6 separate regions of the Mus musculus genome follow, and regions 2, 3, 4, 5 and 6 are each linked to region 1. Evidence: chromatin contacts called from public promoter capture Hi-C data. All regions are on one chromosome and are shown on one strand. Each heading gives the region's core, a stretch centred on a gene start, on an enhancer-like site or on the middle of the called end of the contact. The rest is flanking DNA. Distances are from core to core; before and after follow the strand shown.

Evidence for each region. Promoter capture Hi-C pulls out the DNA fragments that hold promoters and counts their contacts. Capture Hi-C pulls out chosen DNA fragments and counts their contacts.
Region 2: a promoter capture Hi-C map of embryonic stem cells shows a contact between it and region 1. The contact joins the promoter of Sdha here to the promoter of Nkd2 in region 1. A contact is called at or near these places in 5 of 39 promoter capture datasets (cranial neural crest, embryonic stem cells, hippocampal neurons and 2 more).
Region 3: a contact with region 1 is called in a promoter capture Hi-C map of pre-B cells, with 2.9 times the contacts expected there. The contact joins the promoter of Pdcd6 here to the promoter of Nkd2 in region 1. A contact is called at or near these places in 7 of 39 promoter capture datasets (the 3T3-L1 cell line, cranial neural crest, embryonic stem cells and 4 more) and 1 of 115 datasets of contacts at active chromatin or transcription factors (astrocytes).
Region 4: a promoter capture Hi-C map of stem cell-derived epiblast-like cells shows a contact between it and region 1, with 7 times the contacts expected there. The contact joins the promoter of Ahrr here to the promoter of Nkd2 in region 1. A contact is called at or near these places in 21 of 39 promoter capture datasets (the 3T3-L1 cell line, 3T3-L1-derived adipocytes, the C10 cell line and 11 more), 30 of 484 Hi-C or Micro-C datasets (the Ba/F3 cell line, CD8 T cells, the G1E-ER4 cell line and 19 more) and 1 of 9 other capture datasets (embryonic stem cells).
Region 5: a promoter capture Hi-C map of liver shows a contact between it and region 1, with 3 times the contacts expected there. The contact joins the promoter of Lpcat1 here to the promoter of Nkd2 in region 1. A contact is called at or near these places in 6 of 39 promoter capture datasets (embryonic stem cells, hippocampal neurons, liver and 2 more) and 1 of 9 other capture datasets (adipose tissue).
Region 6: a promoter capture Hi-C map of pancreatic islet shows a contact between it and region 1, with 3 times the contacts expected there. The contact joins the promoter of Slc6a3 here to the promoter of Nkd2 in region 1. A contact is called at or near these places in 12 of 39 promoter capture datasets (the 3T3-L1 cell line, the C10 cell line, the HPC-7 cell line and 7 more), 2 of 484 Hi-C or Micro-C datasets (cerebellum and embryonic stem cells) and 2 of 9 other capture datasets (liver and pancreatic islet).

Annotation. Positions count from the first base shown.
Region 1 is chr13:73,845,583-73,849,463 of GRCm38.p6, forward strand. It overlaps Nkd2 (naked cuticle 2), which reads right to left and starts at 2,049. Exons shown (of 10, transcript NM_028186.5): 1 at 1,821-2,049; 2 at 1,688-1,723; 3 at 1,331-1,434. The coding sequence starts at 1,845. It overlaps Gm30303 (a long non-coding RNA gene), which reads left to right and starts at 2,026. Exons shown (of 3, transcript XR_382654.4): 1 at 2,026-2,226; 2 at 3,563-3,669.
Region 2 is chr13:74,347,958-74,351,838 of GRCm38.p6, forward strand. Sdha (succinate dehydrogenase complex, subunit A, flavoprotein (Fp)) reads right to left here and starts at 2,283. Exons shown (of 15, transcript NM_023281.1): 1 at 2,189-2,283. The coding sequence starts at 2,251. Ccdc127 (coiled-coil domain containing 127) reads left to right here and starts at 2,360. Exons shown (of 3, transcript NM_001168659.1): 1 at 2,360-2,451.
Region 3 is chr13:74,315,269-74,319,149 of GRCm38.p6, forward strand. It overlaps Pdcd6 (programmed cell death 6), which reads right to left and starts at 2,058. Exons shown (of 6, transcript NM_011051.3): 1 at 1,839-2,058; 2 at 1,062-1,123. The coding sequence starts at 1,939.
Region 4 is chr13:74,290,588-74,294,468 of GRCm38.p6, forward strand. It overlaps Ahrr (aryl-hydrocarbon receptor repressor), which reads right to left and starts at 1,744. Exons shown (of 11, transcript NM_009644.3): 1 at 1,644-1,744.
Region 5 is chr13:73,464,950-73,468,830 of GRCm38.p6, forward strand. It overlaps Lpcat1 (lysophosphatidylcholine acyltransferase 1), which reads left to right and starts at 2,282. Exons shown (of 14, transcript NM_145376.6): 1 at 2,282-2,568. The coding sequence starts at 2,434.
Region 6 is chr13:73,534,580-73,538,460 of GRCm38.p6, forward strand. It overlaps Slc6a3 (solute carrier family 6 (neurotransmitter transporter, dopamine), member 3), which reads left to right and starts at 2,168. Exons shown (of 15, transcript NM_010020.3): 1 at 2,168-2,281.

The DNA of each region.
Region 1 (3,881 bases), core at 799-3,298:
AAAGATGCTCTGGCTTTCACACTCCAGTGACAACCACTTCCTTGTCAGCTAAATTGTGTCCTATTCTGAATACCAGTGCTCTCAAGTGAGGAGTCCAAGGACTGAGCTCAGACTTGTTGCTAGGGAGAAAAACCCTAGGCTTGACAGCTAAGGGGAAGGGCCAGTCTAAATGCTCTCCCATGGCATGAACAGGTTCCCAGAGACCAGCTCCAATAACGTGCATCTGAGAGCCAAGCTGTGTAGAAGCATCAACTGGCCACCAAAAATTCCTCAGCAAATGTAAGTGGTAGCAAAATGGACCTGGGTGGGCAGCACTGGATGTCTGGTCTGGCCTCCTCTACTAGAGATGGACATCATGTAACTGTTTGAATCTCCACACTGGACCCACAATACCTCAGCATACCCGCTTTTACAGCTACAGTAGATCCGCTCAGAAAGCACACATCCAAACTCTAGTACATATTATTTTAAGCCTCCGTAGCTCCAGGTCTCAGGTCAGGGCCACACCAAGTATTCATGAACACCCAGAAGTTTCTATTCACCCACCAGAAGGTCCTTTCAGAAAGAACACTGATGCCAGCCCACTTGCCGACTTCACAGAGCTCCCAGCCAGTGAGGGAGTCTATCTGTAGTGGGAGCCAGTAGTGGGGAGCCAGTTCTAGGTGACCAAGTGTATTGTTCTTGTCCTTTCAAACTCTGCTCTCCCCAACACCAATAGCCCAATGTCTACTTCTTCTTGCTGGCAGATATGTGGGTGTTTCACCCACACTCCATCACATCTCATCCCTGGGGCCCTGGCCCTGGGCAGTTCTCTGCTCTTAAACACAGCACATGGATCATCTTCTCTCAGACACAGGGTAGCTCTTATGGTTTGGGGACACCGTTTTTTCCACTGCCCATTTGTCCAGGGATGCTCCCTGCAGGCCTGTATTAAGCTCTCCAAAAGATGGGAGGCAAGGGTAGCCTTAACCTCTGGACAACTTCATTGTGCAAGCAATCAGCCCTATAACATCCATCAACAGATGGAGAAGGTCCTCCAACTCAAGCCTGGAATTCTGAGATCATGGCCCCCCTAGTTGAGTCCCATCTCTGCCTTAGAATCCCTTCACCAGTTCCTCCTGCCTGAGGGGTGGAGTCACCAGTCCAGCCTAGCGCTTGGAGGTTCCAGTACCACCCAGCCCCCTCTGGGATACTATGCCAGATGCTGGAGAGGGTTAGGCTATCCTGGCCAGCCATATGAGTCTTCTGCGTCTCCCGACTGTAAAGAGGCAAGACTCAGGTTCTGCAAGGCCCTTAGTTGCGCGACCCAGCCCACCTTCCCGTAACCTACCTGCTTGTCCCGTGAGCGATGTTCCACACCGCTGCCCGCGCGCCGGTCCGTTTCTTCCGCTCCCCTGCGACCGCTCCCGTACGCAGGCACCACGAAGCTGTCCCCTGCGGCCCGCCCGCAGACGCGCGGGAAACAAGGCACCCACGGAGAAGGAAGGAGACCGTGAGCTTCGTGGAGTGCGCTTCTGCCCAGCCTGCCTTGCAGCGCCCACCCGGTACCCAGAGCCCCGAGGCCACGCGCTCCCGGAGACCCAAGGCGTGTCCCAATCGAGGGCGCGAGGCAAGGCGCGCCCCAAGCTTGGAGCTCTGCGCATCCGGCCCCGGGGCCGCCTCGCTCCCTGACCGCACCCGGGCTCACCTTCGGGACTCTCTCTCCTCTTGCAGGCTGCTGCGGCTGCGGCACGGTCGGAGGACACAGGGAAGACGGAAGGGACAGTGAGTGGCGGCGCCCACCCGCCCCCCTCTCTCCCGCCCCCCGGCCCGCTCCTCACCGTGCTTGGACTGAAATTTCCCCATGTCTCCGCTGGGCCTGGACCCACCCTCCGGCCGAGCTCTCAGGTGTGCGTCCGAGGTTCGAGCCCGGGGTGCGTGAATCCCGAGCTGAGAGCAACTCGTGGAGCCTGGATCCGGGGCCGGGCAGTCTGGCGAGGCTTGGCCCGGCAACCGGAGACACCGGCGCGGGCAGCGGCCGGCCTCCCTCTGAGCGCGCGCGCCCGCGACGGGGCTTTAACAGGGGTTCTCGCAGCGCCCCCCGCGGCCGCGGACCGTAGCGCAGTGGACCTTAGCGTCTCCTTTACCCTAAGACTTTACTAGACAGGCGGTTTGGAACCTGCTCTGAGCAACGACTCGCACAGGGCATCCCTGAGGGCAGACAGAGCTTACCTGCGTGGACTCCAGGTTTCTGGCTCTCTGCGGTTTCTTTTGTGGGGACACCCTCCACCCCTCACCAATCTTTTTCTTGAGATTCCCAAATTCAAGAGTCGGTATTAGGAATCCTCCTTTGAAAGAGAGAACCCTGGAAGAGAGTTACCTACGTCTTAGACAACCTTCTTGATACCTTTGGCTGTGAGAGGAGTTAGGCACATGCTTGTCGTGAAGGGGCTGGGGGTGAGTGGGGTGCGGAGGTAGAAGGCCATGGGAAGGTACCTGGAAGAGAGGGAGAGCAGGTAGGACTAAAGTGAGTCCTGGCCCGCTGGAGCAGACCTTCCTCCCTTTCCCTCATTGATGAAAGACCAACGCTGCCCATCAGTGTGGACAGGCCCTGCATCCTTCCCTTTGCCTTTGGTTGGGGCAGGGTCCTTGCTGGGCTGTGGTTAGTCCATCTGGCTCCTCTTTGGCTGGCCAACCTCTGAAAACCCTCTCAGTATCTCATCCTACAGCTTCTCCCTTAGAAGAGATCACCCACCCTTGTTTCAGAGAAATCTCACTCCCCCTTCTTTCTTGGGCTCCAGCTTATTCTGGGGATACCTCTCTGTTTGGTTCTCCACTTTGCCCATAGAGCTCTGTAACACACAGATCAAGAATGAATGTGTAGTTTTCTTTCCCAGCCTTCTTGAGATATGGTTCATATACCCTACAACTCTCCCACTCAAGAGTCACCACTACCTAGTAGCCTGTCTCTGTTCAGAGATGTGTTCACATAGTCTGCTCTAGAACATTCAACTCCTAGAGTGACTTAATTTTAGCACATACTTTCTGCAAAGAACCACAGCCCCCCCCCCCCGCCTCTTCATGGTCTGTATTCCAGGCTGGCCTTGAACTCCATGTATAGCTAAGATGACCTTGAACTTCTGAAGTCCTTTGGAATTGTTGATATTAAGGATTCATGACTGCCCCCCCCAAAAAAGTGCAGAATGGCTTACCTTGAACAGGACCATCTCACAGCCATGGGCATGACACAGGTAGAATGGACTCATGTAATTATGAGGACTCCTTACCCACCAGGCCATTCACCTAGCCTCATCCCTCCTTTGTGTCAGGGTTTCACCCACAACCAGCAACTGAGAAAGAAGGAATGGGATACCAGGAGAGGATTCAATGATTAGGATCCACAACTATGTTTGGGGGAGTGTTTGTAAATATAGCTATCATTATCACTGAGGCCATAAATGAGGAAGGTTCCCACAAGGACAGGCTTCACTGTGTTCCACTGCCTACCACAGTCTAGGCTCAGCTTTGGGCAAACCAGGTGAGGCTGGCTTGCTCTATATGTCCTCTGCTTCATCCTGTTTAGGTGTAGAGAGTGCGACTTCCTAGTTGATGAAGACAGACTTGGATGGAAATTTCCAGAAATGTCCATTCTTCCCACCCTCCCCACTCCCAGAGCCACTGCTTAGTAAGGTAGGTACATTATTGGCCTGAGAAGACAAGGCCCAGTGTAACTGTCAAACTGGGCAAAAGTAGCCTCAGGCTGGGACTTGAGGCCCAGGAGGTGACCTAGGGTGAGAGTGAGTTTCCATTCACTGATCCTGTGTCCAGGCTTATCTCTGTCCCTTGAATTCTACACCCCCTGCAGTTCTATGCTTCTGTGGTCTCTCTGAGCTTCGAACCAA
Region 2 (3,881 bases), core at 1,033-3,532, 500 kb after region 1:
CAGCCTGGTCTCACATGCTTAGAACCGTACTCTCACTTTCAACTGGAATTTTACTCCAGACTGAAATCAAAGTCAATATCTAGGTCTTAGTCTCCAGAGGAATCACTGAGCACCAGCCTAGGACGAGGACACTGATGTACAAGAAATGAAGCAAAAGGATTGATTTTATAAAGGATTTATTAAAAGGCTTGCTTAGGAGACATTAAGTCACACAAAATAGTATTTAGCTAAGGAAGTGTTGCCTTCAAAAATACCTCAAAGATATGACTATAGTAACCAGGTGTACTGGCTAGTTTTGTGTCAACTTGACACGGCTGGAGTTATCACAGAGAAAGGAGCTTCAGTTGAGGAAATGCCTCCATGAGATCCAACTGTAAGGCATTTCCTCAATTAGTGATCAAGGGGGAAAGGCCCCTTGTGGGTGGTGCCATCTCTGGGCTGGCAGTCTTGGGTTCTATAAGAAAGCAGGCTGAGAAAGCCAGTGGAAGCAAGCCAGTAAAGAACATCTCTCCATGGTCTCTGCATCGGCTCCTGCTTTTTGACCTGCTTGAGTTCCTATCCTGACTTCCTTTGGTGATGAACAGCAGTATGGAAGTGTAAGCTGAATAAACCCTTTCCTCCCCAACTTGCTTCTTGGTCATGATGTTTGTGCAGGAATAGAAACCCTGACTAAGACACCAGGCCTGTTGGACATAAGTAAAATTAAGGATTCTAGGATGTAAATGTTTCTTCAGCAGGATTGAGCAGCCATTAGACTCTTTCCCTTAACAAAGGAGACAAACCGAATTACAACTAGTAAGCCCATTTCTCTTTCAAAGACCATTCCTCTAGAAGGCAGTCCCGGGTGACAATAAACTTTAAATATGGTATTCCATAAAGCTCCACTTCTCTTCTTAACAAAGCCTAATTCTGACAGCTGGACGAGATGCCCATAGGCAGGAACAATAAAGATGCACTTAAAAACAATTCAGGCAATGAAAAATACCTTTGCTGTGCAAATCTCCCACCTGCCTAAGTGGCCAGACTTGCAGTCTCCTGTCTCTGTCTAAACTGGTCAAAGCATAAACTGGATCTGGAATAGGAAAGGAATTTAAGGATGCCAACATATGTGGTAAGCATAAACCTAAGGTGTATACAAGTTAATAAAAATCTTCTATCCTTGACTGTTCCTTTTGGGCATTAGCCAGAGCTGGGCTCAGACTATCATTATTTTTTTTTTTTTTCCTTGAGTGTGTGGAGTGAATCCTGGGCATGGGGTGGGCTCACCTATTTCTGCTACAAAAGAATTCTGCTACAATTATAGGTGGCTGACTTATTATCTCCTGTAAAGGGCTTCAATGATCAGGACTTAAAACCCTTCTTGCAGAGCCCAAGGGATAGAGGTGGAAGTAGGAGTTTGTGGCAGCAAATACAAATCACAGAAATTATCAAGGTTTGAAAATGCCTTCTGGCCTTGCAAGAATAGCTGCCAACTAACCCTTGAACATTTCATTGAACATGCATTTTAATATCTATTTCAGAAAATAGACAACTGCAGCCATAATTTGATGCACAATGCAAGTCGATACTGTTCAATGTCTTAGGGCCTTTACTTTGTAATTAAATTGTTAAGTAGGTAGGTGAGACAGAACTTTAAAGAACCCAACCTGTCAAATTTAGTTTACGTTAATAAAACCCTAGGAGTGTGACGAATAACAGGTGACCGGCAAAGAGTGCACTGAGACAAGATCTGACAATCTGGGAGGCCAACATCAGACCCCTGCAACCCTGAGTCACTGTGTACCTCTTCAAATGCAAAAAGAAGTCGCAAGACTGGATGAACACGGTGCAGAAGTCTCACCTGGTATCTTCAAATATCTCTTTGATATTTAAAAACAGTAGCTAAGGCCACTACACAAAACCTGTAAGCTCATCACTTATAAGTCTTAGTGTCGACACCCAGACTACCAACGGATTACTCGCAGACCCGTCCGCATCCAGAATGCAACAGGCCGGTCCCTCCCTTTAACCTTGGAGAACTTCGCTAGACCAAGACGGGGAAGGCCAGACTCCACGCCCGCGACCTCGGGGTCGTGACCTTCGCCGGAAAGCAGTCGGCTTCGGCCCACTGCACCTTCCCAGACTCAGGCCAACTCGGGTGGAATCGTGGCGCACTCCTAGCGCCTGCCATTTCGTGGCACTAACTCACCGCCCCAGTTAACGCCAAGCGCCGCCCGCGAAGAAGCCTCGAAACTGCGCCAACCCCGGCCATGTCTGCCTTCCCGCAAGCCCCAGCGACAGACTGCGCTTGCGCACCGAGTCGCGCGGGTGTCGGGCTTGGAAGATTCTGCGCCTGCGCAACACGCCCCTCCTGGCTCGCGTGAGTGGTGGTGCGCCTGCGCCCTGTAAACGCGGCGGTGGCAACACGTCTGAGGTAGGGTGGCAGCAACGCTGATGGGCTCTGCTCCAGGGGTAAGTGAGGTGCCAATGTCTTTAAAGTGCTTCTCGGGTGGTTCTTGTTTGCCAAAACAGAGAGGGTCGGATGATCTGGAGAGATGGAAGTAGGGTCCTGGGGCGGAGATCGCAAGCTCCATAAGAGCCCGTTTTGTTGGGCGCTTGAATCTCAACTAATGGGGGGGGGGGGGGGTACATACTGCCCTGGACTTCTAGAGTAGGTAGGAATGATGTCTTGGTGGCTGGACAAGGAGCAGCTAGCTGCACTGGGCTACGTAAAAGCCAGGATACTGAACTAGAAACTATATCCAAAGCTTTCGTCTTCGTTACAGCAGCTGGGAAGCTGGAGGCCCGGCCTGTTGTCATCCTGAAAGCTGCTTAGATCGTGGCTAGCATCCCATATTGCAAACGCGCTCTCATTTGATCACTTTCAGATAGTTTTTCTATTTTTCTAGTGAGTATAGCTGAAATGTTCGGTGGAATTAAATAGCATAAAAAGTAAACCAATAATCGTAATTGTTTCCTGAATTTTCAGTTAATATTAGATTAAGGTTTTCCTCTTGGTGCACAATCTTTATGACCATTATTTTGAATTGTTTAAGTTTACAATGAACCGTTCCCATTTTATTTCTTTGTTTTTTTATTAATAAATAAGGAAATATGGAATATATTCATGCACAACACTTTATATTTTGAATTATTTCCTTGAACTTTATAACCCCAAAATGGATGTTGTTGGTGCAGAGGAAATAAATATGACAGCTTACCCTACAAGGGTTCTGCGTTGGTGGGTTCAACCAACTGCAGATAAAATATATTTGGGGAAAATGTGTCTGTTCGGAGTATGTACAGACTTTTTTTTTAACAAGGGGGAAAATAAAACAGATGAACTACTTAAGTGCCTTTATACCTTATTAGGTATCGGTGACTTAGAGATAAAGTATTGAGCAGATTATATTCAAATACAGCATTGTATATGGGAGCCTTGGCTATCTTCAAGGCTTTTGGTATGAGATGGGGCTCCCCATCAGATATCTGATGGATGGCTATACATAGTAGGAGGTTTTTGAAAGTTGCCTGCTTTTAGTGTGTGTATGTGTGTGTGTGCATACATACATATATATATATGTATATACACATACATATTTCTAAATTAGGCATCTACCATACGTCATACGTATTAATTCTATAGTTCCTATAAACCGTTACATTCTGAGCCATGTATTATGGTTATATATTTATTGTTCATTATTGTGCATCTTAACATGTTAAACAAGGTTTGTTAAAAACACTAAAACTTTCAAAATTTGGGTTGAATTACGTATTTCTTACATGGATCTTGGTTAACTATTTTGTGTTTATTGTATTTGTACATATAAGCAAGCTGAATGTTTTTATGACTTTACAGTATGAGAACACCCATCGAATATGGGTACTTTTTATTTTAT
Region 3 (3,881 bases), core at 808-3,307, 470 kb after region 1:
CCAGCAAGAACATGACTCCATGAAGAGCTCCATAAAAAAGCCACAATCTTCTCAATTCTCCTGGGAGACAGTGTTCCTCACATTATACAAATACCTCCCCTTGCTCCTGCTGACAGCATCTCCCATATCTCTATTTCCTAAACTGGTCCCCGAGTTTTAATGTTTATATGTATATGTATATGTATGTGTGTGTGCATAATGTATGTTAACATATTATACAACAAAATATTAATATAGTATTTTATAGTAAAAATAATCCTACTTTACACTCATTGGTGTGAGAGTGTCACATCCTCTGGAATTGGAGTTATGTGCAGTTGTGAGCTGCCATGTGGGTGCTGGGAATTAAACCCAGGTCCTCTGGAAGAGCAGCCAGTGTTCTTGACCTTTGAGCCATCTCTCCAGCACCCCCAGCTCAGTGCACCCTTCTTTTAAGTTTTAGCAGGGTTTTTTTTGTTTGTTTTTTTGTTTTTTTTTTTTTGTTATTTCGAGACAGGGTTTCTCTGTATAGCCCTGGCTATCCTAGAACTCACTTTGTAGACCAGGCTGGCCTCCAACTCAGAAATCCGCCTGCCTCTGCCTCCTGAGTGCTGGGATTAAAGACATGCGCCACCACCGCCCGGCAAGTTTTAGCAGTTCTTATAGCAAACATACTTCCACAAAAGTACCTAAGGACCATCTTGAAGCCTTTCAAAAACTAAGCAATTACTTCTAAATGTCACCTGACAATTTGTCAGTGTCCCCGATGATCCTCTTCAGAACAGTTGCTAAGACTGATAGCAGGTCAAAGGCCTTCTAGATAAGTGAGGGACCTCTGTTGCACAGAGCTAACCTTTTTCACTCTTGGGCAAGGTCTACACTATAGCTCCCATTTCAGAGGCTCACATACATTTGTTCTGGAGCTCGGTAAGGCAGCAATGATAATTAAGAAAATACAAACACAGAAGCTTAGCAAACACCTTTACCTTATACCGGTAATGGCAATTTAGTCTTAAGGACTTCTTTGGAAATAATTCCAGGAAGGAAACTGCTTACTGTGAATGAATCAGGCTTCAACTCACCATTGGATAATGCTTGCTGAAGCTCATTGTCTGAAATCACTCCACTCCTGTCTTTATCAACCCTACAAAAACAAACAAACAAACAAACAAACAGAAAACAGGTAAGCTGGTGATTAAATGTAAAGGAAGTATTAAAAATAAAACATAGCCAAGACATCATTTTCATCAATCTACACTAGGTCTGGAATGTTACTCTGGCCAGACCTTCCTCTTTGCTCAGCTGGAATGTCACACGCCCCCAGGTGTGCCAGAGACTAATGAACAACCAGAAGCAGTAGGAGGGGTTGAGTCATCTTTTCTCTATTCCTTTCAAGCTTTCTGTTAGCTCTTCAAGTCTGCTTAATTTATACCTGCACCAGTTCATCATAATAGGTAAAGAAAGATTCTCTAGGACGAATAAGTCATTCTTTGGCACGAGTCAGTGGAAAGACAATCAGTCATTCAGAAGGACGGCCAGGGACAGAAGACATGCAATAGCAGCCAGCTCTTTTCACTGATGCCGTTTTCCTGATTCAAGATTTGTCCTGTTTCTAACGCAAGCACCTGACCCTGTAGGGCGACTGTTCCGCGCCCTTCGGCCCTGGGCAAAGTCACTGCCAACATGACCCTGAACCCTGTGCTATTGTAGAAGAGAGAAAGTCGGGGATGGAGGGGAGTAGGAAGGACTGGGAAGGAGGTCGGGGGATGAAGGGCTGGGGAGAGGGAGGACTGGAGAATAGGCCCTGAAAACTGAGGACCGACCCAAGGGCCGAAGGAGCTGAGCGGCGCTGGCCTTACCGCTGGAAGACGTTCCACAGGAAGCTCTGGTCTGGCAGTGCAGCTCCAGCAGCAGGGCCGGGGCCACCACCCGGGCCTGGGCGGTAGGAGTAGGCAGCCATGGGCTGATGCACAGCGGCAACGCGGCCCAGCTCCACAAGCTATGCTTCCGCCTCAGTTATGGGGCAGGACCAGGAGCCCACAACTTCCTGGGAACAACGGAAGCGCGCACCTTTGAGTCACTTGGCAGGCGTGGTCCGTTGCCACGCAACGTCTGGAGGGCCTTGGGGTTAGTCTGAGCTCCGCCTCCTACTCTTGCCCGGCCTTGGGTGTCCCTTTCCTTTTCAGCCCCACCCCGCTCCGCCCTCCTGTGTGTCTCAGCCCGAAGCTGCGGCGGGTGAGCTCAGAAGAGACCACGCCATGAGGGGCCGACCCAAGCTTACAAAACGCCTCGACCTGTAACGGAAAGTGGTGAAAGCTTTCACTTGGACCGACGGCTTCCCTTTACGTCTGCATTAGTATTTAGTGCGAATGTGATGTGCACCAACCGCATGAAGTCCTCGGCGGAAACGCAAAGTGCATTTTGTGCACTCTGGAGTTTGTCCGTCTGTCCATACTACACCTTCTTGCCTTCCCACTTGCTTATATCGGTTTATGCCCAGCCTCCCTAGGTTTGCAGTGACTTCATTTGTAAATGGCCCGAGTGAGGTTTGGTCCTGAGGTGAGAGCTGTGTTTTCTCCACCCCTTACTTGGACTTCTGTACTTTTGGTGGTTACTCCTTTTAATTATAAGTATTCCTTCTTTCGTTCTAGATACTAATTCTATGGTGCTTTTATAGTTTGGAATGTCCCTAAATGGGAAAATGCATAGCATTGGGGCAACTACCAACCGGTCACATTCACGGGCTGTCAGGCCATCCTTCCACCTAAATCTGAATACTGTGAATAGCTCAAGATACAGATTACTCCGTTCTGCCATAGGATTATTCCAGCCTTCCTGTAGTCCTCATCCAGGGACAGACTTATAATAAGAACTGCTATGCTGTCTTTATGGGGGGTTTGTTTACCCCATAACTAAAGAAGAGGGTGAAGAGACCAAGGGCCAAGAGTATGGCCTTGTACATCTGAAACTTCCATGTGGATAATCATCCATTATTTAGCACAGCTATAGATCTGATCAAGTCCCAACTGTATCGTTTTCTGCTCCATTTCTCTTGTTCTTAGGACATCTTAAGAGACTTTCAAATTGCTCAAAGAAACATCTTATAGCTTTGACATTTACCTCAAAATCTACAAAATTCTTTAAGAAAGGTAGATTTTTTTTCCAGGATTTGGCGAATTCATTTTTTATAATTTCTCATAAACTGTTCATCTCACTTTTGAATAATCTTTTAGACTTTTCTGGTTCTTTTATTTAGAATCTGAGATCTATTTTTATTCTGTCCTCTCTCTGGCTCCTTTTCTCTTTACCAGAAATACAAAAATATTAATCATAATTTTCCTACTTGAACTGGAAGTTTTCCAGTACAGAGAAACTTCAGCAGACCCGAGGCTGCTGAATCCGGGACTCTACCAGCTGTTTGCTGACTTTGGAATGCTATAAAGGTCCAGTCCCAAAGAGACCACCTTCTGCAACAGCTTACAGGTAGTTGTCTTCCAGGTGCCACCATCTATCTCCTTGCCCTATCTCAGGTTTAGTTTCCTCTTAACCAGGTCTGTTCTAAGCTTTCCAGTAGAGAAATAAATGAGATAACCCTGTCCTCCTATGATGTTAATCATATCATGTGTCTGCATATTGGGCCACTCTTTCCTTTAACCTAATTCTCTGAGCTACTTCTTTGAGCTACTATATACACAAAATTGTTTTCCTTTAGAACTTTTCTAAACATTGGCTCTTTCTGGGAGCTGAGGTGCATGAAATGGGTAAGTCATTGTCATATCTTTTGCATAAAGATCTTTTTGTATGTGTACAGACGCATGCGTGTTCTTATACATATCTAATTTAAGTGTACCTCTAAGCCACATTGGTTCCTTTGCTTACTGGTGGAATGCACCCTGAACATT
Region 4 (3,881 bases), core at 494-2,993, 440 kb after region 1:
GGGGACATCTATTCAATGAAGACTGATTGGGGAGACCCTCCACACAGAGATTCTAGTAGTCAAAGAGGAGCCATGGGCCTATGGGCAACAAACATGTGAGTGATCTTCATAGGAAAACCCTATGCTGACAGCAGGGCCTGACCTCTGTGGCCTATGGATCTTCTACTCACTGAGACATGAGCTGACCAAATTTCTCAAGTGAAAGTAACAACTGTTTGTCATATATAACAAATAAGTAGAAAGTAGAAACAGAAAGCAGTCCCTTGTGTGCTTGTTAGCAACATTCTAGTCTTCTTTCCAGTCTTGCATCCATGATAACCCTGAGGCCATGTTGGGTTACTGGGAACACAAGGTAGAAAGAATATACTAGTTCTGAACACAAATACTGCCAGTTCTGCACAGACACAGTCAAATGGTCTATTACAATATCATCAGATGGTTGGCAATAGACACCTCACAGGGCTGCTGGATTAGCTCAGTAGGTATCCTAGTCTGGAATAATCAGCACTTGGCCATGCCCCTGCTCATGAAAAAAGACAGCCACTGCTCACTGCGTCAGGGTCTCATACCAAGGCAGGCCACTCCCCATGATGGGCAAAAGTGAACCAGACTCTGAGGCCTAGAGTGTCTCCTACTATGAGTTCCTTGATCAGGCTAGGAGAAGTTAAATTACACTGTACAGTACCCCCAAGCTCTGGGGTATCACCCAAGGTGTACACATAAGCTTCTCCTAGAGTTGAGCCTCTAAGTTTAGCTGGATACAGTCCTGAGGAGCCAAGTTACACCTCGCACCCCGGACAAGGGTAGCCAAAGTGAGAAAGATCTCATGAATCCAAACCGTAGAAACAGCTGCAAAAAATAGACCTTTTGGAGGGTGGGGGGACCCTTGTACTAGAACTGTGCAAAGCCTGAACCTCCTTCCAGGAGAAGCCCCGGGAGGGGAACGAGAGTTGTCCCCAATAGAGAGAGCTCTCCAACTGGGACTGGGGAAGCAACACAAGGCCGAGGACTCCAGGGTTTGTACCACTAAGATTTTCAGCAACACCAGGGTCCTGTCTCTTTCTGAAAGAAGCCATACACCGTAATTTTCTGCTTCTCAAAATTGGAGAAGGCAAATATTTCTGGTGCCACTAATTGGACAATTCCCGGAATGGTGGAAGTCCCTCCAAAGCGTGAATCCCTTGTTACTGCCCTCTGATCTCCATGAAAGGGCTTGCTACTGCGCCACTTTCGCTGGCTGTGCCCGTGGTGCTCCAGTCCCAGGGATAGCTAAGGCGGCCTGTGAGGAGCCCCCTTGCCATCATCTGCAAAAAACTTCTAAAAGACATTAGGTCCAAGGCAAAAGGACTCTCCAATGCGGGACAGGTATTCCCTGGCTCATTTTCGGGAGTGAAGGAGTTTGGGGACAGGATACCCAAGTCAAGAGAAAACTGACTCCTCAAAACTGAAGAACCTGACTGGCTTCCCTCAAAGGTCTGATGCCAAGAGAGAAGCCCCTGGAGTGCCCATCACTTTCAGCAATTCTGGACCCTCCAGATGCAAAAATGTGTAGCAGAAGGGGCCCCAGACCAAGCTGGACAATCTCAGAGTGGCTACAGCAGAGGCAAAGACCAGAGAGCCCCGTGAAGTCCAAGAGTACTTACCCGGGGCAGGCGGGGCGCAGAAGATCGGGCGCGCCCGCTGAGGGAGCCGCGGAGGCCAGGAGCTGTCAGCTCTCTCATCTCTGGGACCTGGCCTCAGACTAGAGAAGGAAAGCCCCACCCCAGCACGCGAGCCGCCCCGCCCGAAGCGGCAGACGCAAGGGAAAAGCGGCAGAGGGCGCACGCACATCCTTGTCCCTGCCTGCCACGCGCCCTTTCAATATTTAGGGTCCCCGGGTCTGAGTGCCTGGATAGGGTGTCACCGCTTGCTCTTCGGGTACCCGTGATCTTTGTGCCTAAATATGTTTTTACCCGGGCCTTTGGAGATCCCAGAGCAAGCCTCCAGTTTGTGCACCAAATCCCACCTGGTCCTAAGAAAATCCAGGGAGTCCTTCCTTTTGCGGAGCTGTGGGTTGGGGCCCCTTGGCCCCTGGGGCCAGAGAATGAGATCAGAATAGGTAACCAAGACTTAGCGTGTTCCTCCTTTCTTGCGCTATAGAGTTGTTTGGAAAATAAAAAAGATTAAAGATACAGTATGTTTATACTTTGCAAAGCATAAAGTATTAGTTTGCTACTTTCTGACACAGAATTTACCAAGAATGAGAAATATTAGGTACATTGGGGTCTTTCAGGGGACATTCTCGTCTAAGCTTTTCAGGACACCACATGGTGGATAGGCTCAGCCCTAAACATACCTATTCGGCTGTCCCGCCTGGCCTAGGCATCGTGACTCTTACTAACAAGCACAAGGTTCAGAGACTCCTGGAATCTCTGAAGTTCTTCGTGTGGGCAGTCTGCTCTCCATGTCCCACCCCTCATCCAGTCCCTCCCACCTTCCACCTAGGCACCCAGTCCTGATTTTGACCCTGCCCACGTTTCAGGCTCTTGGGAAGCACCCGAGTATCACACTGTCCATTGGCTAGGGTTCCTCCAAAGTACCCTTGCTTGCTTCTGCTCCTTAGATTTGAACTGGCTGTTTGTTCTGAAGGCATTCTCTTCCCTACAAGGGAACAAGGGACCAGCCCTGGGATCTCAGAAGTAAAAGGTACTTTGCCTCTTCTGTGCACAGCTCTGAACGTGAACAACTAGTTCGCGAGTTTTGTCAGAGAATCTGGAAACATAAGGGCAGTTCTGTTCTCTATTTTGTAAACAACTCTGCGTGGCAGACAACAGAGGCTCAGCAATAATGGTTGGATAAATGTATTTATATTGGGTTTTTGTATCAGACAACGTGCACCTACACTACCATGTTTTTTGTTTATTTTTGGTTTTGTTTGTTTGCTTGCTTGTTTGTTTCTAGATAGAGTTTCTCAGTGTAACTCTGGCTTTCCTAGAACTCAGAGATCCACCTGCCTGTCTCCTGAGTGTTGGGATTAAAGGCGTGTGCCGTCACCACCTGGCTCACTACCACAGTTTTTTTAAAAAAAATGATTAATTGTATTTTAATCTGTTTTTTTTTTAATGTAAACTATGCCTAGAAAAACTTGGTCTGTTAGAACTGAAGTTATTGTAAATTTGTTTTTAATTTTCATAGTTTGTGATTCTTGTGTATCTCTCAAACACCATCACTGCAGTGATAATGAGGTGGTGATGGTATCTGAGAGAGGTTCTGCTCTGCATAACCTGGTGATGGGGGGGGGGCACTGGCATCTATAGGTACCCTAAGAATTTGGGCTTTGCTGTCCCTTTCAGGACCTTTGGGTCTTTCTAGAAAGAGCTTGCACTCCCTCCTCCACTCTGCCACTTAAGACAAATAAAAGTCCCCCCACACTTACTTTGTCCCCTCAGAATCAATGGGAATGGGATACTTCCACTATTGATTCCTGGACTGCAGGGCAGTGGAGGATTGCTCTACCCAAACACAGCAAGAAACTTGGTCCTTGATACCTTCAGAGGTATAGGTCGCCAATTTCGGTTGCTCCTCATCTTTTTCTCACAGTCTCAAGTCTCTGTAGAAATGACCCTTCCAGAGGAAATACCACCTCTAAATCCTGAGGACCCAGCAGGCAGAGCACTCCATGTTAGGAGCCCCAACTCTTAAGGTATTTCACACTAACATGGCTCTGGCCTCCTCAGCAGTGTTTCCTGGACTATCCTGCACTTGCAACTTCCATTCATATAGCTGTCCAGGGTCCCTGCATACTCTACAGATATGATCACCCGCCCATCACTAAAATGGTTAAAATTCAAATGACACCCCCCACACACACACACAGCCTTTCATTTGGACTACTTGCTGTC
Region 5 (3,881 bases), core at 1,032-3,531, 380 kb before region 1:
CAGGGACAATAGAAAGTAAATTAAAAACTGAAGGAAAGTGGAAAACCGGCAGGCCAGCATGTGTGGGATGCAGACAAAGCCGTGCTTATAAGAAAATGGACAGTATTAAATAAGAAAGGTCTGAACCAGCAATCTGCACTCCCACCTCTCAAAGGCAGTGAAAGACTACCACATTAAATGTGAAGGAGAGGGAAAGAAATAATTCCAGCCAGTACAGCTATAAAAGGGTTTGCAGTTTCCACTCTGCCACTCCTGTGATCTGTGAGCAGGAATGTCTTCCTTTTGACAGTTATCTTCTGGCCTCTGTGTCTCACCAAAACCTGCTCTAAACAAATCATTTCCTTCCTCCAAACATGCCTCATCGGCCCAAGGATACACTGTGGGTTTCCACCAGGTCACATTTCCGATGGGGCTTCCTCAAAGGTAGAACAGGGCAGGTGGTGCAGACAAGTCCTCTCCTGGGAGTGGGACACTGACTCTGCCTGGCCTATTCATTTTGCTTAGATTGCAGGGCTGGGACATGGTTCCTCCCTAATCCATTCAGGGACTCATACTGTACTGTGAACCTCCTGGGGCTCTGAACAATTGATTACAATCTGGATGAAAAAACAGCTGCATCCTCTCACACCTCAGAAAGATAAACGACCAAGATCAAGGTAGAGGCAGCTCTCCCTGATGTCTCTAAGGAAGGGTCCTCCCAGCTCTCTCTCCAGCTTCAGGTGGCTGAACATCCTCAATTAGGAAAACTTGGTCTTACATGGCATCCCCCCACCCCCCATTCTGCCTTGTCTCCTCATTCAAATCTCCCATTCACAAAGACATCACTAATACTGGATGGGTCCTGACAAATCTATTAGAGTCATCATGATCACCTGCAAAAGATTTTCTTTCCACAAAATATGTGGACTTGGGTCAACACCGCTACACAGGATGTTCACAGCTTTCTATGACCCAGCTTTGAGGCTACAGAAATCCTGGCCCAGGATACCCGCAGGCTTCTTTGCTTGTAGACTTCAGGTGGCACCTGGCCCGCCTGTCTTCCTTCCTCTAAAGGTCTGTTTGTAAGCCTGATAGGCCTTTGTGCCCTGGGGTTTTCTTGACAGGGAGCTGAAGATCCTTGGATGCTACACTCTTGTGTCTGAGACTTGAACAAATGGGAATTAAAATCTAGAATCAGTGGAATCTAGGTCACAGGACAACATATCAGAACATTAAGGCCGGGTGTGATGGCGCACGCCTTTAATCCCAGCACTCGGAGGCAGAGGCAGGTGGATTTCTGAGTTCGAGGCCAGCCTGGTCTACAAAGTGAGCTCCAGGACAGCCAGGGCTAAACAGAGAAACCCTGTCTTGAAAAAAAAAAAAAAAAAAAAAAAAGAACATTAAGTTTGCTCATAGTCCTTAAGGATCTCCACAGCCTTCTTAGCCCAGAGGAAAGGCTATGTGTACTGTCGCTGCTTCATGGCTCATTTTGCAGAGGGGACAAGGGAATCTCAAGATAACGTCACGTGTCCAATACAAGATGAAGCTTTGAAGTGACAAGATCTGTGCGAGCATTTTTCTTCTAGCCAACTCCTCAAAACAGAGCCTGGTCACATTTCTGTCAGGAGTTATCAGAGGCTCTGGTCACTCTATTGTGAGAGGATGTGGTGGAGACTCTGAGAGCTCTGGTGTCCACAGGAAGTTTGGACTTTGGGGAGGTTAGACAGGAAGCCAAGGGTATCTGGAATTAGGCAGAATTTAGCTCCTTTTTCCTGTCTGGTGACTGAGGCTAGACCCTCTGTCTCCCAGTACCTGCTTGTTGAGTGTTCTATGAGCTATACAAATAAAAGCACCTGGTGTTGCTACAAAAGGCATTTCTTTAGTTTTTCAAATGTATACATTTTGATCAGAAAGCTACTTTGTATCCTATTTTAAAACAGGATACAAAGTACAAAAGGCATCCAGTGAGTCAAATGAATACATTTTAGCAGAAAGGCTATTTAGAGTCCTAGTTAATGGTGTGATACAAATTAGGGTCTCCTAGCCTATCTTCTCCCTCGATGGCGACTGATGGATTACAATGGTTAGGGGAAGGAAGCTGCCTGTGAGGACAGCGTTGCGCTGAGAAGTGGGCCTGCCCAGTTCAGTCCTGCGACCCAAAATTTAAGGTCTCCCTACACATGCAAATTCGCAGGATTCCCCTAAGTCCAGGAGCCTTAAGACGCGCAGGCGCATTCATAGCCCAGAGCGGTCTGGGCGGGGCACCCCGTTGGCCCCACCCACGTCACGCCGCCCCTCCCGCGCCTGCGCCTCCGGGCGGCCGCGCATCCTAGGCCCTCTCCCGCGCGCTCTGCTAGCTCTGCTGCTCTCGGCTCTTCTGTGCTTGGCTCGGTTCAGCTGAGCTCGGTCGGCTGAGCTCCATCTGCTCTACTCCTTGCTCAGGCGCGGGCAGCCATGAGGCTGCGGGGCCGCGGGCCGCGGGCCGCCCCCTCCTCCAGCTCTGGGGCAGGCGACGCGCGGCGCCTAGCGCCCCCGGGGCGGAACCCCTTCGTGCACGAGCTGCGACTGAGCGCCCTGCAGAAGGCCCAGGTGGGTTCTCCGCAGCGCTGCTGTACTCTATCCAGGATGCGCTCGGGATGCGGTGGGGAGGGGCTGGGCGCCGCCCGGTCCTCCGTGAGCCGCACCCCTCCCCTGCAGCACTCTTCCAACCCGCGCCAGGGTCCCGCTTCCCGCCGCCTGCGTGCACGCCGACTTACACCCTTTTGGTTTCGGTACTGGACCCTGCACTCCATCCCTTGGGCCCTGCACCCTCATCCCAGGCCTGGCCCGGGTTCCCGCCAGCAGGAGGCCTGGAGGTGGGCGGGGGTGGGGGGGTGTCCTCGCATCAGGCAGCCCCTTTCCAGCGTCTCCGCACAGCTAGGAGGCCTACTGTGTGTCTCCGTGGCCTAGTGTCGGAACCTGAATTGTCATCTGGAGCACCGGACGCGCGGGGCCCCTGGCATAACCCAATAGGATGATTTCCACATCCATGTTTGCAGATTGTTTCCTGTGTCTAGTACACTGTGTCGGTTGTTAGCGATGCTCCCTTGGGCTGCCTGTGCCCGGTATCAACTTTATACAACATAGTTCCCACGTGAGAGGGAACCTGTGCGCTGCGGCTGGCTAGTAGTGAGCGGGGACCTGGATCTAGGCACAGTTGCTATCTGTTCTTGTGGTTCTCACCGTGAGACCCGGCACGTGGGACCTTTTTTTACTCAGGGGCCAGGTCTGTGGTGCTGTGGTCACTTCTGGGACCCTTCTTTGAGTAATGAGCAGAGTTCACAGTTTCAGACTTCCGTGGTTTACAGGCAGAGTAGTATTTCCAACTGTAAGGGACCAGCTCTAGGAGGAGATGGTGTTTTTAAATGTGTAACCTATCAGACATAATATTAAGGTAAAGTCTGTTGAAATTATTACTTTCCCAAGCACCGGTTTCTGCTCAAAGCATCCAGTGGGGTTAGTTATCACCCGTAGGAATGGATGGTCAGCAGAATTGAACACGGAGAGTGTAAAGTAAAGGCCTCATATTGGCCCCCAGGTCTTGTCCTCTTTCCTGGTTGTGTCTGGAGCCTGTGAGGCTTTTCCTGAAGTCTTTGCTGCTGTCAGGTTGCTCCTCACGGCCTGGGGCTGTGCCCAGCAGGAGGGCTTAGGGTGCAGTCATATTTGAACTTTATTACTCTCAGTTTCAGTCCACAACCTCCTACCCTACAACTCTATCCCTTGTCACTTGTGGGTCTTCCTTCCTCCCGGATCTGCTGCCTGTGTGGATTTGGGACCCCTCCCAAGTCAAGTCCCTCCTGGTTCATCCTACTACATCCCACCCTAATCACCATCAACAACCCATTCCTAGTTATTCTTTCCAG
Region 6 (3,881 bases), core at 918-3,417, 310 kb before region 1:
CCACAGGTTGATTCCAATGATTGTGGATATTTGTTGTATAAGGTTGCTTCCAGGCCATTTGCTAATTTCAGCAAATGATTACCACAACACACACACACACACACACACACACACACACACACACACACACACAACTCTGGATCAGGGCCATGGAAGAGTATATAACTTAAGATTAAAGTTATGTATTAGTGTAGGTTGTGAGAGGGCACACTACTTGGGAAACTGAGGCAAGTAAAGTTGCTTGTTACATTGTTCTCTTAAAGGCAAGTTAAACTTCAAAAGGCTGGTTACAAAGTAGGATGGAAGATTATGTCTTCGATGATCCCAGAATCTATTAACTCAGTTGTGAGGTCCAGGAAAGACCAGCCTCTTTAATGTAAGAGGTATTTGCATAACACTGTTTTATGACAGAATAGAGGCAAAGAGATAGCCTTTAGTGTGTTAGCAACTGGAGGTGATTACCATTATCTCCTCAAGTCCCTATTACCAGCTGGAATACCAAGGACATTATTCCCCTACCCTCATCTACATGTGGAAACCATACCCTCTCGTGTCAGATGCTATTTAGAGTCAGGTCTTGGGTTTCATTGGCTCTCCTCAAAAAAAAATTTTTTTTTGTCTTATAAAATGGTCCTGGGGAGCTCTGCACACCTCTGCCCTAGGGAGACCCTAGAGAACTTCCCATTTGCCGTGGGAGCAGCTCTCTCCAAATCCTCCCTGGGGATCTGAGACTTCTAAGCCTTTACAGGAATAAATGTTTGTTGACTGACTCCAAGGTTGTAATGTTTCTCCACAGCAGCTCCAGCGGACCACTGACAGCTGTAGCAGTGTGCCCTCCCCATTCTAATCTCACTTGGAAAAACAGCTCTAAAAACAGCTCCTGCTAGGCATCAGCCTCATTTTGGGGGGCTGAAGGGAAGCGATAAGGCCACAGGACGTGGGCACAGAGAAGGAACCAGGAAGATAAGGGCCCAGCCATTTTGGGGTCCCAACTAGTAGGAGACACTGCTAGGAACTTGGTTTAGTGGAGCCTGCAGGTGAGATACTTCTTCTAGGGTCCCTCACTCTGGTCAAACCTCTCAGCTATTCTCAGGGAAAGCAGAAATGGAAAGGAAGGGCATGAGGGGGTGCTGGGAATGGGGAAGGCATGCAGAGAGGAAAAGGGCTTACCCTAGGACCTGCTCACATCTGGGTGTCCTGGACCTCCCTGGGTGGCCGAATGTCACGCCCATCTGGGCAGGACGATTCCAGTTCCTGGTCCTTTAGCCCTTGAAACAGGAATATTGGCCACACAGGCTTTATAGGTCCCTCCAGGAAAATCGGTTTCTGAAGCAGGCTGACTGGAAGGAGCCTTCGAGTTTGGATCAGATGGCCCGGATCTGAGTAAAAAAGTATGCTCAGAAGAGAACAGAGGCACACATTACAAACATGCACTTGTGACCATGGGACCTGAGAAAGGTGGCAGAGAATCAGGACCCATCAAAGGGGTATTGGAACTTTAGTGCCTAAGGTGCTCACGGAGTGAGGAGGGAAGAGTGCCTGAGCAAACTGGTCAGGGCAAGGACGAGACTTGCTGTGACCTGGCTAGGAACGCAGGTGGGCCACCTCCACAGCACCGGGAGGTGCGTCCCACTTGCTTTGTCTCCGAGCGGAACTGGAGTTGGAAAATCTTGCTCGCAGGTTGGTTGTTCAGGGACAAGGGAGCAGGGTCGGAGAGTCATACAACATCGAAGGGAGAACTGGGGAGACCCGGGTGAGCCTTGGGAGCTCCGCACAGATCCACATGCGCTCGCCACTTCACTCTCTTCCCGGGATCTGTTTCTGACAACCTTGCTGAAACCAGTTGTTGGGAGACTCATGCAGGCGCTGGCCGAGGAGAGCGAACAGGGACGGAGACTTGGACTGCTCCCTCCTGGAAACCAACTGTCCCTCCGGTCTGCAACGCGTCCAACCTGGAGATACACTGATCCCACGTGGCCGAGACTCTATAACCTTGCAAAGACACCTGCCAAACTCCTTGCCTGCCTAGGCTCAGTGGCCTCTGGCTCCCCGAAGTCATCCTAGTCCCCAAGTGGTGCAGGGGCGCTGCCCAGCCCGTCCTCCGCCCACCCTGGGCGGAACAGAGGCGGAGCCAGTGCCAGTGGGCGCCCCCGACGGCGGGCGGGGCTAGGCGGACCGACCCGGAGGCCCGATAAGAGCTCAAGGCTGAGACCTGCCAGAGCTGTGAAGCGCGACTGGAGGCTTACAGGACCTCAAAGCTGAAGTCTGACGCTGGAGGCAGGTAAGGACCAAGATCGCTTCTTACGTATCCTGGGCAGTGGCATCTTCACTGCTCCACTGACTCTGGACAGCCGTCCGGCGGAGCGAGGGGCAGAAACCATAGCCGACGGGGTTCAAAGTTGTCCACAGCCAGGGTTTTGGAGAGCAGCTCCTTCCATACAGAACTAAGGGGTGTGCACTCAGTGCCTGTTCTCGGAGCATAGGATTCCACAGAGCCCAGACTCAAGACCTGGTTCATAGGAGGTTGTTGCTTCCTAGGGGGACATGGCTGTTTGTGGCTGAGGCTGAGCATCACAGACCCTCCCTCGGCGATGGGCCCTTGGGGTTATTTTCACAACATGCCAAAAAGCTCCATCTCCGTTCTCCGTTTTGTTTATTTGTTGTGTTGTGTTTTTGTCTTTTCTGTAAGCCGGGGCTGAACTCAGGTTGTGGGGAGAAAGCAGAGAATCTTGGTTTATGAGCCACCTGTTTCCTGATCCAGCCGGTGAAGAAAGATGTTTTCTCAGGGGCCATTTTGCTGTCTGTGCCTAAACCTCGCCTCTGAGCTGTCAGTTGAGGAGTAGGGTGGGGCAGGCAGGTACCTCTGTACCTGTGTCTGTGAGAGAGCTGGGGAGGCAGCCTGGGACCAGGTCCTTTGCTCAGCATCTTGCCGTCTCTCAAGCAACGTAGGGAGCTCTCCTACCTGCTCCCTAGCAGCTGCCACCCTCTAGCCCATCTTTGACACATGTGAGGAATTTGCATTTGGGTTTGTCACCAGGGTAAAGAGGCCACAGAGAAGTGGTGCATAAAATAACTTCTGTCAGGAGTTTTTGTTTAGGGATGCAGAGGAAAGTCACCCCATTAGAGCAGTCACCCACATGTCAGGCTTCTATCAGTGTGCTTGTCTGAGTTCAGTGGAAACAGGCTGTCACTGGGTGAGAGTGCTGCTGCCTCCCTTATGCCCCATGGCCCTGGCTCTGCAGAAGCATAAGGCAGGGTTGCTCTGGGAGTGCTGCTAGTGTAGCAGTGGCCTGATCCTTCCCCTGGTGACATTCTGGTAACTCTCTGTCAGCTCAAAGGCCTGTGAAGCCATGGTCATGGGCAGGGTGGTTTGTATGCACTTTCCTTGGAGAAACCAATGTCCCGTTTGTTTTAAACTTTTCGTTATGGTAGCTGATTTTGGTTATATTCACTTTGCTTTTTGTTGTACTACTAAGTATTAAAAAAAAGCTACACATCCTTGCAAAGACTGAAGTGAGTGGTATGCTGTTGGCAGGGGGTAAAGTTGCCCCCATCCCGCTCCGGGAATGTGGGTAAGCAATGCAGGCAGCATCTGAGATTGCTATTAGGAAGCAAATAGAAGTCACACAAGCCGGCGTTAATGTGAATGAGGGCTTTGGCAGGAAAGAGGATGTGTCTATTTCTAGTCTCCATAGCCAATCTCTCCAGTCTCTGTGAACCCCTTCCCTCCCTGCCCCTGCACATCCCTTAGCTATCTTTTATCCTAGCCATGGAATTTCAGGTGCTTGGACTACCTCAGGTCTCTGTGTTCAACCCAAGTACCCTCTAGACATGTCTACTGAATCTGCGCATTGCTGTATGGATTTGTTTTGTTTTATTTA